Regions from separate parts of the Mus musculus genome. Here all the other regions are linked to region 3. A link is a contact called in public HiChIP or PLAC-seq and Micro-C data. All regions are on one chromosome and are shown on one strand. The core of a region is the stretch at or near the end of the contact, and the rest is flanking DNA. Distances in the headings are between cores, read along the strand shown.

What was found. Hi-C and Micro-C count contacts between places; a contact is called where the count stands out from the background. HiChIP or PLAC-seq counts read pairs in DNA pulled down with a chosen protein or histone mark.
Region 1: an H3K27ac HiChIP or PLAC-seq map of embryonic stem cells shows a contact between it and region 3, with 6 read pairs. The contact joins the promoter of Terf2 here to the enhancer-like site in region 3. A contact is called at or near these places in 10 of 39 promoter capture datasets (the 3T3-L1 cell line, 3T3-L1-derived adipocytes, cranial neural crest and 4 more), 12 of 115 datasets of contacts at active chromatin or transcription factors (bone marrow-derived dendritic cells, effector CD8 T cells, embryonic stem cells and 3 more) and 3 of 9 other capture datasets (adipose tissue, liver and pancreatic islet).
Region 2: a Micro-C map of embryonic stem cells shows a contact between it and region 3, with 4 times the contacts expected there. The contact joins the promoter of Nqo1 here to the enhancer-like site in region 3. A contact is called at or near these places in 1 of 484 Hi-C or Micro-C datasets (embryonic stem cells), 2 of 115 datasets of contacts at active chromatin or transcription factors (effector CD8 T cells and embryonic stem cells) and 2 of 9 other capture datasets (adipose tissue and pancreatic islet).

What each region holds. Positions count from the first base shown.
Region 1 is chr8:107,094,859-107,099,209 of GRCm38.p6, reverse strand. Terf2 (telomeric repeat binding factor 2) reads left to right here and starts at 2,662. Exons shown (of 10, transcript NM_001371065.1): 1 at 2,662-3,088; 2 at 3,186-3,281; 3 at 4,258-4,351. The coding sequence starts at 2,701. It overlaps Mir7075 (microRNA 7075), which reads left to right and starts at 3,104; the gene lies at 3,104-3,185.
Region 2 is chr8:107,401,853-107,406,423 of GRCm38.p6, reverse strand. It overlaps Nqo1 (NAD(P)H dehydrogenase, quinone 1), which reads left to right and starts at 3,219. Exons shown (of 6, transcript NM_008706.5): 1 at 3,219-3,358. The coding sequence starts at 3,352.
Region 3 is chr8:107,260,972-107,265,362 of GRCm38.p6, reverse strand. It overlaps the pseudogene Rps18-ps3. Among named protein-coding and RNA genes, the nearest start is that of Nfat5, 30 kb to the left of the region's middle. Within about 2 kb of position 3,117, at least 4 of the 459 cell types and tissues checked have an H3K27ac peak or open chromatin away from gene starts, as enhancers often do. A contact at or near this core is called in embryonic stem cells, where this site is marked.

The DNA of each region.
Region 1 (4,351 bases), core at 1,413-3,912, 170 kb after region 3:
AGTGTTAGAGTCCATGTAACCACAGGGGTTAGATACCTAATAAAGGACTTGGGGAGGGGGATTTTGCAAGGAAGGGAATATAGAGTATGTTGTTATGGAGAGAGGAAGGAGACTGGAGTGGGAGGATTAAGTGGAGAGCAGGATGGTAGAGGAGGGACTCTAGGGAGGAACAACTGACATTCGGGCCATTAGAGGGCCCACATGGGATCCTGATACTGAGGCTTCCTAAATTTGTACATATATTGTCTTAGAGTTTTATTGACGTGACCAAGGCAACTCTTGTGTTGTTGTTGCTTGTTTGTTTGGTTGGTTTGTTTTGTTTTTCTGAGGCAGGGTTTCTCTGTGTAGGCCTGGCTGTCCTGGAACTCATTCTGTAGACCAGGCTAGCCTCGAACTCAGAGATCCACCCGCCTCTGACTCTCAAGTGCTGGGATCAAAGGCATGCACCACCACTGCCCAGCCCAAGGCAACTTTTTTTTTGTAAAGATTTATTTATTTTACTTATATGAATGCACTGTAGCTGTCTTTAGACATACCAGAAGATGCTGCCAGATCCCATTACAAGATGGTTGTGAGCCACCATGTGGTTGCTGAGAATTGAACTCGGGACCTCTGGAGGAGCAATCAGTGCTCTTAACCTCTGAGCCATCTCTCCAGCCCGCAAGGCAACTCTTATAAAAGAAGACATTTAATTTGGGTCTGATTTACAGTTTAAGAGGTATAGTCCATTCCCATCATGGTGGGAAGTGTGGCAGCATCCAGACAGACATAGTGCTGGAGAAAGAGCTGAGAATTCTACATCTTGATCTGCAAGAAGGAAACTGGATGTGTTTCATATTGGGCGTAACTTGAGCATTTAAGATCTCAAAACCCTGCCTTCACAATGCCACACTTCCTTGAAATCCCACCAATCCCCATTCTGGAACTGTCCACTCTGGGAAGCTCCACCTCCCACCCCCCAAGAAACCCTATATAAAGTCTTCCTTCAGTTCACTGCTGCTTTTTACCCAAGCAGAGGCAGCCACCCTTTTGGGGTCTTCCCTCCCAAACACATCTCTTGTGTGAGATTTGTTGTACAGTGTGATTTTGTGGAGTTCTTTGTCCCCTGATTGACAGGATACCTCCCAGAACAGAGGTGTAACACCTTCCACTGTGGCAACCTCCCCCTTGCTGAAGCACAGATGTAATACTTTTTAGAGAGAAACCTTCCCTTGCCAGGCCTCGCCCCTGAGGAGCTCCAACCACCAGTTCCATCCACAGAACACTCTAACCACTCTAATGGCTGGACCCAGCCAGCCCTCACCCTACAGAGTAAAAAAACTCAAGCTCTGGACTTGAAAACTTGCCCTGCTCCACTCTCACCCCAAGAAACCCCACATAAACCCTGCCTTCTACTCAGTATCCAGCTGCCTCTCGCCTGAGCCTGAGTCTTCCTTCCTTCCCAGTAAATTTCTTGTGTGTGAGGTTTGTCGTATAGTGTGACTTTGTGATATTCCTTGGTTCTTGACTGCCAAGATACTTTCCCCTCAGAGCTATAACTTTTACACTGGGTGTAAAGACATGGACCACTGCACCAAACTTAAAAATCAGATTTTTTTTTTTTTTTGTAAACAAAAATAGATTGTCCAAGCATGCTCTGGATGAGTTCATGAAAAGCAATTGGAATCCAGGAGCAACAAGATAGATGGTTCAGTGGATAAAGATGCTTGCCAGAGACTAAGCCAGATGACCTGATTTCAGTCCCTAGGATCCACATAATGAAAGGCAAAAACCAACTTCTAAAAGTTATCCTTGGATCTCTGTGTATACACACACACACACACACACACACACACACACACACACAATTTGTTGAACCCTGAGCTACAGGAACCAGAAATAGTAACTCAGTTCATTTTAATACAATCCTCACGATGTCCACTTGACAGAAAGGGGCACAGGTACACAAACGGAGAAGTAACTTGTTCAAGGTTTACACAATAAGAAGCAGACCTGTCAGGATATCAAGGCAGATAGTTTAGCTCCTGTTAAGTAAGGCAAACAGGCTGGAATCACCAAGCAGCTTGGATTACCATAGCTAGGATTGCTTTAGAGAGTGGCTCCAAAGCCATGTTGTGGATGGGCTCTGACATGAGTTCAAAACTAGCCTGGGTAACTTTGCAGGGCCTGTCTTAGAATACATTTTTACTAGGTGGCTGGGGACAGTGCACGGTTGATAAAGTGCTTGCTCTAGAATGGCGAGGACCTCCGTTGATTCCCAGAACAAACCTATGTTTTAAAAAGAAAAAAAGTAAAAAAAAAAAAAAAAAAAAAAAAGGCTGGCCATGTTGGCACTATCTCAGCACTGCAACACAGAGGCAGAGTTCTATGTCTTGAGTTCCAAGCCAACCAGGGATACACAGTGAGACTCTGTGTCAAAACAAAACAAAGTAATTTCTTTCTACTGTACTGCTTTTCACAATTTGCGAAATGTCTAACATTATGCACGCGCTTATTTTTCATATTCTTTACACTGTCCCAAGTCTGCAGCGTAGTCTTCAAAATAGCGCGCCTGGCTGGGCTGTGTGGACTCCAATCCCCAGCAAGCATTGCAGCAGACACAAGAGGAACTACGGATGCCGAGGAGGTGGGTAGACCCCCCGCCGCCTCGGTCCTTTCCCTCCCAGAAGCCCGCGGGCGGCTCGGAACCCCGTCGGTATCATGGCTGCGGGAGCCGGGACAGCGGGCCCTGCTTCCGGCCCGGGCGTTGTGCGTGACCCGATGGCGTCACAGCCAAGGAAACGGCCCAGTCGGGAGGGCGGGGAGGGCGGGGAGGGCGAGCGGCGGTCGAACACGATGGCGGGAGGAGGCGGGAGCAGCGATAGCAGCGGGCGGGCGGCGAGCCGACGGGCATCGCGCAGCGGCGGGCGGGCTCGACGGGGGCGACACGAGCCAGGGTTGGGAGGCGCGGCCGAGCGGGGCGCGGGGGAAGCTCGCCTGGAGGAGGCGGTCAACCGCTGGGTGCTCAAGTTCTATTTCCACGAGGCGCTGCGGGCCTTTCGGAGTAGCCGGTACCGGGACTTCAGGCAGATCCGGGACATCATGCAGGGTGAGAGCCGGCTCGGGCCGCGGGGAGGAGGACATGGTTTTGGGGGGCATGACTTGGGGTCCGGGGCTCGCGGAGCCAACCATGTCTTCTTTCCCAGCGTTGCTTGTCAGGCCCTTGGGGAAGGAGCATACGGTGTCCCGGTTGCTGCGGGTTATGCAGTGTCTGTCGCGCATTGAAGAAGGAGAAAATTTAGGTACGGCTATTTTTTGTGTGTTCTTTTCTGGGCTTACTTACGTAGGGTTTTGTTATTTTCAAACTTAACATCCGGAACTGAAAGATTCCGGGTTAAAGTGCACTACTGGTTCCACCGCGGAGGGCTTTTTCATTCAACAGTGGTTGAATTCTCTAATTCCGGTTTTCTCCAGTTAAAGTTTCTTGGCTGTCTTTTGTTTTGTTTTCTCCCACCTGTTAATTGCACACCCATTTTTATTGCTACAAGTAAGTTACGTCAATAAGGACACATCTTTCTCCCTCTTCCTCCAAATAGTAAAGTGGGAACACTCTCCCATCCACACACAAGTTGAACTTGGCAGCTACTTAACAAACTCTCTTCATTGTTGGCCCCTTGTATCTGAGGAAGTTGTGTTATTCTGGATTTTGGAGGCAAACATATATGTTATAATTGAGCTGTATTAAAAAGTATTGAAAGATAGTCACTTAAAATACGTTGAAGCCAGCCGGGCAGTGGTAGTGCACACCTTTAATCCCAGCATTTGGGAGGCAGAGGCAGGTGGATTTCTGAGTTCGAGGCCAGCCTGGGCTACAGATCCAGTTTCAGGACAGCCAAGGCTACACAGAGAAACCCTGTCTTGAAAAACAAAAAAGAAATATGTTGATTGGAATTTGAACCATATATCAAGGACATAAACAAATAAATGCAAACTTTACTGGGTCTGTATGGCCCTTTTATATTATTAGTTTTTTTTTTTTTTAATGACAGAGTCTTAAAAGAGTCTACATAGCCATAGCTGTTGAACTCACTGTGTAGACCAGGTTGGCCTCTGCCCTCTGCCTCCTGAGTGAGGAGATTAAATGCCTGGTTTGCATGGTTCTTTGTACAAATGAGTCTTGTGGTGTTTGCATGCTTTATAAATAGCTATGTAAACTTTTTGGACATGTTTGCTCCTCCTTAGCAAAGAGCTTAAAGTGGAAACTGTGTTTTGTCCTAGACTGTTCCTTTGATATGGAGGCTGAGCTCACACCCTTGGAATCAGCTATCAATGTGCTGGAGATGATTAAAACAGAGTTCACACTGACAGACTC
Region 2 (4,571 bases), core at 1,970-4,469, 140 kb before region 3:
AACAAAACAAAAAACAAAAAACTCCTGGAAGAAACCTGTCTGCAGACTGATGGACCAATTGGAATTCCAGTACTGTGGAGAAACTGAGATTTCATACGTTCAGAGGCTAATTATCTAGTTTTAGCTTTCTGGAGCTAACACCTTGTGATAATAAATAAAAAACTCACAGAAGATATAACTTAGCAGAATATTAGCCTCTGTGCCTGTTGGCCTACAGGGCAGGGCCCTCAGAAGAGGAGGGGAGGAGTTGCTGAGGGGAGGGAGTCAATCAATGGTCAGGGTAGTCTTGCAGCTCTGACTGGCAACGAGGTACTTGTTATTTATACAGGTTTCACAGAACAAAGACAGTCTAATGATTATGCAAGAAGTACAGATTGTGTGTCTGACTTTTCGTTACAAGTTCAGACACAATTAGAAAATACAAATGCACAGATTTTATTTTTATTGTTAGCTCTATAACTGCAATGTCAAGAATCTTAAAGACTGTCTCCTCCAAAGCAAACACATTATATGGCAGCCTGCTTTTAGGGTGGCAGTGTTTGCAGTCTGAAAGCACTTCAGACAAACAGAAGATATCTGAACTGGTCTTTCTATGAATAGCAAACATTAATACCTAACTTATTACATGTTTCCTCATCTGTGCTATACAGTAGAGAACGTGTAGTCAATCTCCCTTATTTTCCGAGTGCTATTCCTCCAGGGGTATGCCCTGTATGACTCGCTATCTTACATTTTCAGTAATCTCTAAGCATATTGTAAAAGAAGGCCTTGAATCTGTCCCCTTTTCTCCTGGCCAGTCAGAGTTTGTCGGTTGTCTCTGTTTACCCTGCACTAATCAGACTGTTTGAGTTTATTCAGGGGTAGACACCCCAAGAAGATTCCTGGAGTAATGGCTTCATCTAGTTACGTGTTTATCTGAGCTTAATGATCTCCAGGCCATGAGGGAGACATCCAAACAGTGGCCAGATAAAGCTCATTTTAGGCTTTTCCTAAAAAGACTCAGACATACTTTTCCTTGGAAAAAGACTTAAAAATGACTCATAATGCAGAAAGCTCCCAAAACAAAACACACAGAGACCAAAACCTAAAAGCGAGAGACAGACAGAAGGACAGCGATTGCCGCATTCGTTCGGCTCAGCTTGGCTGGAACTGTGTCAAACAGGCGAGCTGACTCTGTGACTCTTCTGTTTCCAGTGACTATGGCAGTGTCACTTCTGCCAATCCAAGAGCTGAGAGTGTCATCAGATAGCATCTTGGACCATAAACCCCACCCCCCCATCTCGATGTACCCACCTCTCCAGTGTACCCACCTCTCCAGGGTTCCCACCAACGTACTTTAAAGTCGCCTTAACTTATTACTTTGTTCTGTAAATTGTAAAAATCTTGTGAGGCTGCACCCACATTGGAACATAAAATTTGGGGTACCCTATATTGGTGTTCCCAGGCCGTGGCCACTCAAAATGGCTCCGGAATAAACTGTGGTTTTTATGTTGGTATTTCTTTACAGCTGAGAGATGACCCTCAGGCACAAACTGTAAGGAAACACCAGAAAACCCAATGTTGAACATTGTAGTGTGGTGTGTTTGGTATTTGTCTGATGCTGAGACAGAAGCAGCCTGTGGAAACTACTTTAGCACGTTGTTTGAGAGGAGAGTCTGACATCGCAGACGAAGCTGCCTGGTCACACAGCATCCAGTGAGAAAGCAGATAGCCTTTCCTGATGAAGCTATATCCCCAGCTCCTATTTTTGATTTTTGAAATGAGGTCTCACGTATCTTCAACTGTAGTAGTTAAGCAAGGCCAAGCCTTCAAGGGTCAAGGGTCCCTGTGTTAAGAAACCTTCAGGGTATCCTTTTATTTCCAGATAAAGCTTTGTGGTGCAAACTGGGCATGTGCAGGAATGTACCCTCCCCAAAGTACCTCCCCCATAGGAACAAGAATCTGCCTCCCTAATAAGTTCTCACCTTTTCTTTGTTTGGGAAGTGCGTTGCTTTAAAAATTGTCCTTGGTCTCTTTGCCTGCTGCAGCTGATATTTCTTTCTTCCCTCTTATAGCCCATTGTGTTACTTCGGCTTTGCCCTAACCGGAATGAGACTCCACTGAGATCCATCACAAGGGCTGTCACTAGCCTGTCACCACAGGAGACTGCACGTGTGTCTTTCCCTCACTGTCAGAATTTATCAGATAACAGGAAAGTTGAGCTCTTTTAATGATGGCAATCTGTTATAATGTCTACCCTACTTTGGGAGCTTGACCAAGGCACACACATACATGTAGGGTCTTTATTCCAACCCTTTTTCTTTCTTTCTCTGTTTTTGAGACAGGGTCTCACCTATGTAGCCCTGGCTGTTGTTCTAGCACTAGCTATGTGGACCAGTCTGGCCTTAAACTCAGAGATCTGCCTGCTTCTGGCACCCAAGTGATGGGATTAAAAGCATGTACTAGTCGTGGTGGCGCACTCCTTTAATCCCAGCACTTGGGAGGCAGAGGCAGGTGGATTTCTGAGTTCGAGGCCAGCCTGGTCTACAGAGTGAGTTCCAGGACAGCCAGGGCTACACAGAGAAACACTTCCCTGTGGCTGCTGTCTCCTGCCAGCTTTGCTCTGGCTTCCTAGAGAGTCGCACAGATGAGTTCCCCGTTACCTGGTCACCGGGGGCAAAGTTGAGGAGACCCAAGTGTGTATACCCAGGGAGCAGTTTTTGCAGTTTCTAAGAGCAGAACGCAGCACGAATTCATTTCACACGAGGACAAGTCTCTCTGAACTTTCAGTCTAGAGTCACAGTGAGTCGGCAAAATTTGAGCCCATCCGTTTTGCTGCCCCACCCTTCCCCTAGCGTGCAAAGGTGACTTCCCACGGCTGAGTGAGGACTAATCTACACAGGCTGATTATGTAGGCAGGTCCCACGAAGCTCGAAAAATTCTGTTGGAAATTTCCATTTTGTACCCAGGAGGTCTTGGGACAGGGAGCAGATGAATTTATTCAATATGTCCCCATATCCTCAAATTCTCTCTCACTCCCTTGCTCCCGGGGAACCCTTTTGACTTCCATATACAGGAGTCCTAGTCCAGCCCCAAACTGCTTCTCCCTGCCAAAAACTTGGTATCTTCCCAAGATGCCTCTGGGTTCTGGAGTCCAGCCCCGCCCTCGCTGGCTGCTCTGCACAGTGGGCTGGGCGGGCATAAGCAGGATATAAAGCCTTCGCTCAGCCCATACCCCAAGGCTCAGCTCTTACTAGCCTAGCCTGTAGCCAGCCCTAAGGATCTCTCCGAAGAGCTTTAGGGTCGTCTTGGCAACCAGCTGCTCAGCCAATCAGCGTTCGGTATTACGATCCTCCCTCAACATCTGGAGCCATGGCGGGTGAGTGTGGCGCCAACTCCAGTCTGATTTACTCTGAGGAGGATGTAGGGGCTGGCTGTGAGTTTTGTTCCTTGCCTCAAAGAGGAAAAGTGAGGTGGTTAGGAACCTGGATGAGCCTCGGTTAGTCTCTGGAAGGAGAACTTCTTCTCAGAACCAGCGATGCAGATTATTCTGCAGCCCAAGTTCACCCGTGGGCAACTCTAGCATTGCCCCTTCTACACCGTTCCTTAACAGAGCTGCCACTCCCTGTACCGCGTTTGGACTATTTAGAAAAAGGGTAACATGTGTCCTAGGTTGGCCTTAAAGCTGCTGTATAGTGAAGGATAGCCTTGAACTTGGGGTCTTATTGCCTCCACTGCCTAAGTGCCAGGATTCTAAGTGCATATCACCACGCCTGATTTCTACGGCTCTGGGAATTGAATTGAAACCAGGACTTCCTGCATACTAGACAAACTCTCTACCACCTGAGCTCTGTGCACATCCCCAACCTAGGCCAGATAGTATTTAACCATTTGGAAATACGTTGCTAACATTTAGAAATGCAAGCAGGCAATTTACAGGGACCACTGCTGGGCTTGGTGGCACCCTGGAGGCAAAGGCAGGCAAATTTCTTTTAAGTTCCAAGGTAGCCTGGTCTATAGATCCAGTTTCGGGACAGTCAGAGCTACATAATGAAGAGAGACTGTCTCAAACAAACTAACAAACCAAACCGCAGATTTTTAAAAGGGGTATCACCACTTTGTGAAACAAAACGGGAAGATGTGGAGATGGGTACAGGGAGCGTAGCTGAGAAGGAGTGTAACAGAATCGGAGCCTAATTCCAGTCTACCTGGCTCTGGAAAGTTTCTACTGTGACCCTGGAGCAGGAAATCCGATTTGTTAATTGGTCCATTTTTGTGACAGTCTCCTCACTTTGCCATCAGCCCAGGGGAAGGCAGGGGAGAGTCCTTGGCAGTTACCACCACATTATTGTCTAGTGTTTGACTGGCATCTACTGCGTTCTTGGCCAAGTAGCCTCCAGGGCTAAGTACTTCCCAACAGGGCCTGGCTCTGAGTTCTGGGCAGCAATTAGGTTTAGGTGTTTCCTCTGTTGGGGCGGGACTTAACTTTTTGGAGTTCCTTTCCCTTTAAAACTATTTCAGACTCTGCAAATGCACTCAGGATCTCGCCTTGCTAAAAGCACAGAGGGAGGGAAGGATGCTTCTGCCGTTGT
Region 3 (4,391 bases), core at 1,868-4,367:
AAACCAAAAAAATCACTTTTGCACACTGGCATACATTTCATACTCTTTCCTCTCTGAAAAACACTGAAACTGGGCTGTGAGAGATCTCTTTCCCTGGTCACTAGTTCTTGTTACTATTTTGTTTTTGAGACAGGGATCTCATTTAGCAGATTATAATTTTCAATCCTTAATTCTTCTGTTTCCAAATCTCAAATGTTGGGATTGCAGGCATGACCCACACACCCGACTTCCCAACTTCTTTTACTAACAGGATTATGGAGGTCTGAGTATCGTGGTGAAACTATTGCATAGCTATAAAAAAATCAGAATCATCCTCAAACTTCCTGGTTTCTTTTTTCTTTTTTTTACCTTTTGGGAGCAAAAAGCAATATGATATATTATTTAATATATCACACACACACACACATATTACAAGTATATCCCAATGCAGTATGGTATACAGGAATAGATAAGTGGTATTACTGGAAAGAACCAATGACATTTTCAATTATGTTAATAACGCACTCTGTTGGGTGTTTTTTTAGTAGAGTTTTGTTGACTTTTGTTGTTTTTGTTACTGTTGCTGTTTAGTTGGTTGGGTGGGTGGTTGGGTCTCACTGTGTAGCCCAAGCTGGTCTTGAACTTGAAATCCTTCTCCCTTAGCCTCCCACGTGCTGAGAGGATAGATGAGCTTTGTTTAGCTGGCTTCTTTGTTTTGACAAATGTTATGTAGGATATTAACATAGAGGATCTGGATAAGAGATGTGTGTGTGTGTGTGATTTTTGTATTGCTATTATAGATACAAAATTACTCTAAAGTCATTGGTTTTTTGTTTGTTTGTTTGATTTTTTAAAAAGGTCGCATTAAAATAATTTGAAAAGGCTGGAGAGATGGATGGCTCAGTGGTTAAGAGCACTTGTTGATCTTGTAAAGAGCTAGGCTCAGTTCTCATCACCCACCTGGTAGCGTACAACAATCCTTAACTCCAGTTCTGGGGGTTCTGGCACCCTCTTCTGGCCTCCTCGGGTACCGGGCATTCAGTGCACATTCTCATACAGAAGCAAAACGTTCATGTGCATAAAATAAAAAAATAATAAATCTTTTGAAAGAAAAATGCAAACAACTAAGAAGTGCTTATAAGGGCTCAAGAGATGGCTCAGTGGTTAGGACCATTTACTGCTCGCTGTTCTAGCGGATGAGAACTGGCGCCCAGTGCCCATGTTAGGAAGCTTCCAGCCATCCTGTGACTGCAGCTCTACAAAAATCTCACTTCCTTTTCTGGTCTCTAAGGTAACTGTGTACATGCATACATACACACCAACACAAATTTAAAAAAAAATTTTTTTAAATGGGAGGATGTATTGAGACAGCCTTCTCTATGTAGCACTGGCCTGCCTGGAACTGTCTATGTAGACCAGGCTGGGCTCCAAATCACAAAGACCTTATTAACAGAGCAGGCCACCACATTGGGCTTAAAGTTTAATAAAAAAAAATTAAAAGAGTTAAAAATCTCTCCTTTCTGGTGGCTGCAGAGATGACTGAAGAGACTGGCTGCTCTTCCTGAGACTGCGGCTTCAATTCCCAGCACCCATACAGAGGCTCACAATTGTCTATGTAGAACTGAAGTCCCATAGGCTCGGATGCCCTCTTTAGGGATACAGATAAAACACCCATATACATAAGAAACATAAATAAATAAACCTTACCAAAACAAGATAAAAAAAAACTTCTCTTTTCTGCTTTGCAATTCTGCCCCTAAACTCAAACTGCATTTGTCTCTTTCTAGAGTATATTTATTCAAATACATATTTATCTCATGTGTGTCTCTTTCTAGAGTATTATTCAGACATACTAAGTTTTAAAATATTATGTCTTGGGCCAGCAAGTAAAGTGGGTAAAGGTAAAGAAAGGTGCTTGCTGCCACATCTTATGACCTGTGTCTGATCCCAGGGACCTAAGGATGGAAGCAGAGAACCGACTCCTGAAAGATGTTCTCTGGCCTTCATATCCTTACATACCATGACACAGGCATGCCCACATACATACACACACACAAAAGTACATAAATAAATGTAATAAGAATCCAAAGAGCTCTTCCACAGGAGGCCTACACGCCGCCGTCTGTGCCGCCGCCATGTCTCTAGTGATCCCTGAGAAGTTCCAGCACATTTTGCGAGTACTCAACACCAACATCGATGGGCGGCGGAAAATAGCCTTCGCCATCACTGCCATTAAGGGCGTGGGGCGGAGATATGCTCATGTGGTGTTGAGGAAAGCAGACATCGACCTCACCAAGAGGGCTGGAGAACTCACGCAGGATGAGGTGGAGCGAGTGATCACCATCATGCAGAACCCACGACAGTACAAGATCCCAGACTGGTTCCTGAACAGACAGAAGGATGTGAAGGATGGGAAGTACAGCCAGGTTCTGGCCAACGGTCTAGACAACAAGCTGCGTGAGGACCTGGAGCGGCTGAAGAAAATTCGAGCCCATAGAGGGCTGCGCCACTTTTGGGGCCTTCGTGTCCGCGGTCAGCACACCAAGACCACTGGCCGCAGGGGCTGAACTGTGGGTGTATCCAAGAAGAAATGAGTCTCTGGGCCTTTGCTGTTAATAAATAGTTTATATACCTATGAAAAAAAAAAAAAGAATCTAAAGAACATTGTACCTCATTAAACCCTTCCAACAATGGTTTGAAAATGGTATTCCAAGCAAATGCCGTAACTAAGACTCAGAGAGAGATTCAGCAACCAGTCCAAAGTCACAGCAAGAAAACAGCAAGTCCATGCTGTTCCCAGGATGCCCCAGGCTTAGGAGGCAGGAGGTTAGAGGCCAGAATGTGCTCTGCATATTAGATACTGGGAAGGGCTCAGTCTGGGATGGGGAGTGGGGGTAGGGGACTCCTTAGCTTGGCACAAGGCTCTCACAAGCTAAGATCAGCATCCCTCTCTTCCTCTAGTCTATGCCAACAGGAAAGCTGTGCAGGCAATAGTCATGATTGCCTAGAAAATCATGAATGTGATTCTAGAAGTGTTTTAGGTTGCCATTGGCATCGGATGGGAGGGATATACTATGTAGAGATCAGGAAACACAAGGGTGTGCCCCAGTGCACACGCAGAGGTCAGAGGACAACGTGCAGGAAGCAGTTCCCTCTTATTTTGTGGGTTCTGTTAGGTCTCAAACCCGGGACAAATGGCTTATTTAACATATCAAAGCCGACCGGGTTCTCCCAGCATGCTTCAGTCCCTATCTGTTACGGGTGTGGCTGGCATATTCTCTACCTTAAAATTCTCCAGCCCAGAGGTTGGACTGCCCTTCCCCCAGCTGCTCTTCTGTATATAGTCCAGCCATTTTGGCTACGCTGGTCCTTGCTGGTCCTTTTTACCCTTCACCTTCTGGCTTTTCGGTCTGGCTCTCACCATCTCCGATCCCCCATCTCTGATCCCCCATCTCCTCTCATGACCCTGTCATATTCACTCTGGACTCTCTCAGATGTCCCTGCCTGTGACTATGTTCTTTCTTTTATCTACAATAATCCTTTCCCTCCACCAAACTATGAACAGTCATATCCTTCCTTTTCTCTTCCTTTTCTTTTTCCTTTCCTTTCCTCTCCTCTCCTCTCCTCTCCTCTCCTCTCCTCTCCTCTCCTCTCCTCTCCTCTCCTCTCCTCTCCTTTCCTCTCCCCTGTCCCCTCTCCCCTCTCCCCTCCCCTCCCCTCCCCTCCTCTTTCTTTCTTTCTTTCTTTCTTTCTTTCTTTCTTTCTTTCTTAAATTGAAGTTCAAAGAATTGGGTTCAGGCCGTCAACCAGGCTTGGTGGCAAGTGAGCCATCTTACTGTCCCTGGTATTTTGTAAAATATTATAGTGAACCCATGTGACGGGTTCTGCACACGGAGTCCTCAGAATTCAACCAATACAAAATTCACAACACAGAAGAGCACTCAGGCCTCTCCTCCAAGCCAATGTGAACCACTTGCCAGGAATGGAATTTTCACACCTTAAATGGTCGAAGTGAGTTTTGGGGGGGAGGCTTCTGGGTGAATCATAAAGCCAGCCATTGCTGGTAGGGCCTCTGAATGGGAGGAAACAGGAACAAAGTGCCAAGGTTTCCGCACAAGCTGGTTGGCAGTTCAGGATGTTGGGCCCTGTTGTGACCTCAACTGAACCACACCTCCAGACAAACAAACAAACACCCTCCTCTACCAAAAACAAAACAAAAAACCCCCAAAACAAAAAACCCTCACGTCCACACCCACCAGCAGAGCTGTAAACTAGATACTGCCCCAGCAACACAAAGGGTTCTTGCTGCCTGAGTCCACTCTCACCCCAATCAGGAACTTCTATGTGTTCTTTATATATATATGCATATATATATATATATATATATATACTCAAATCTTATTTTTTTAAAT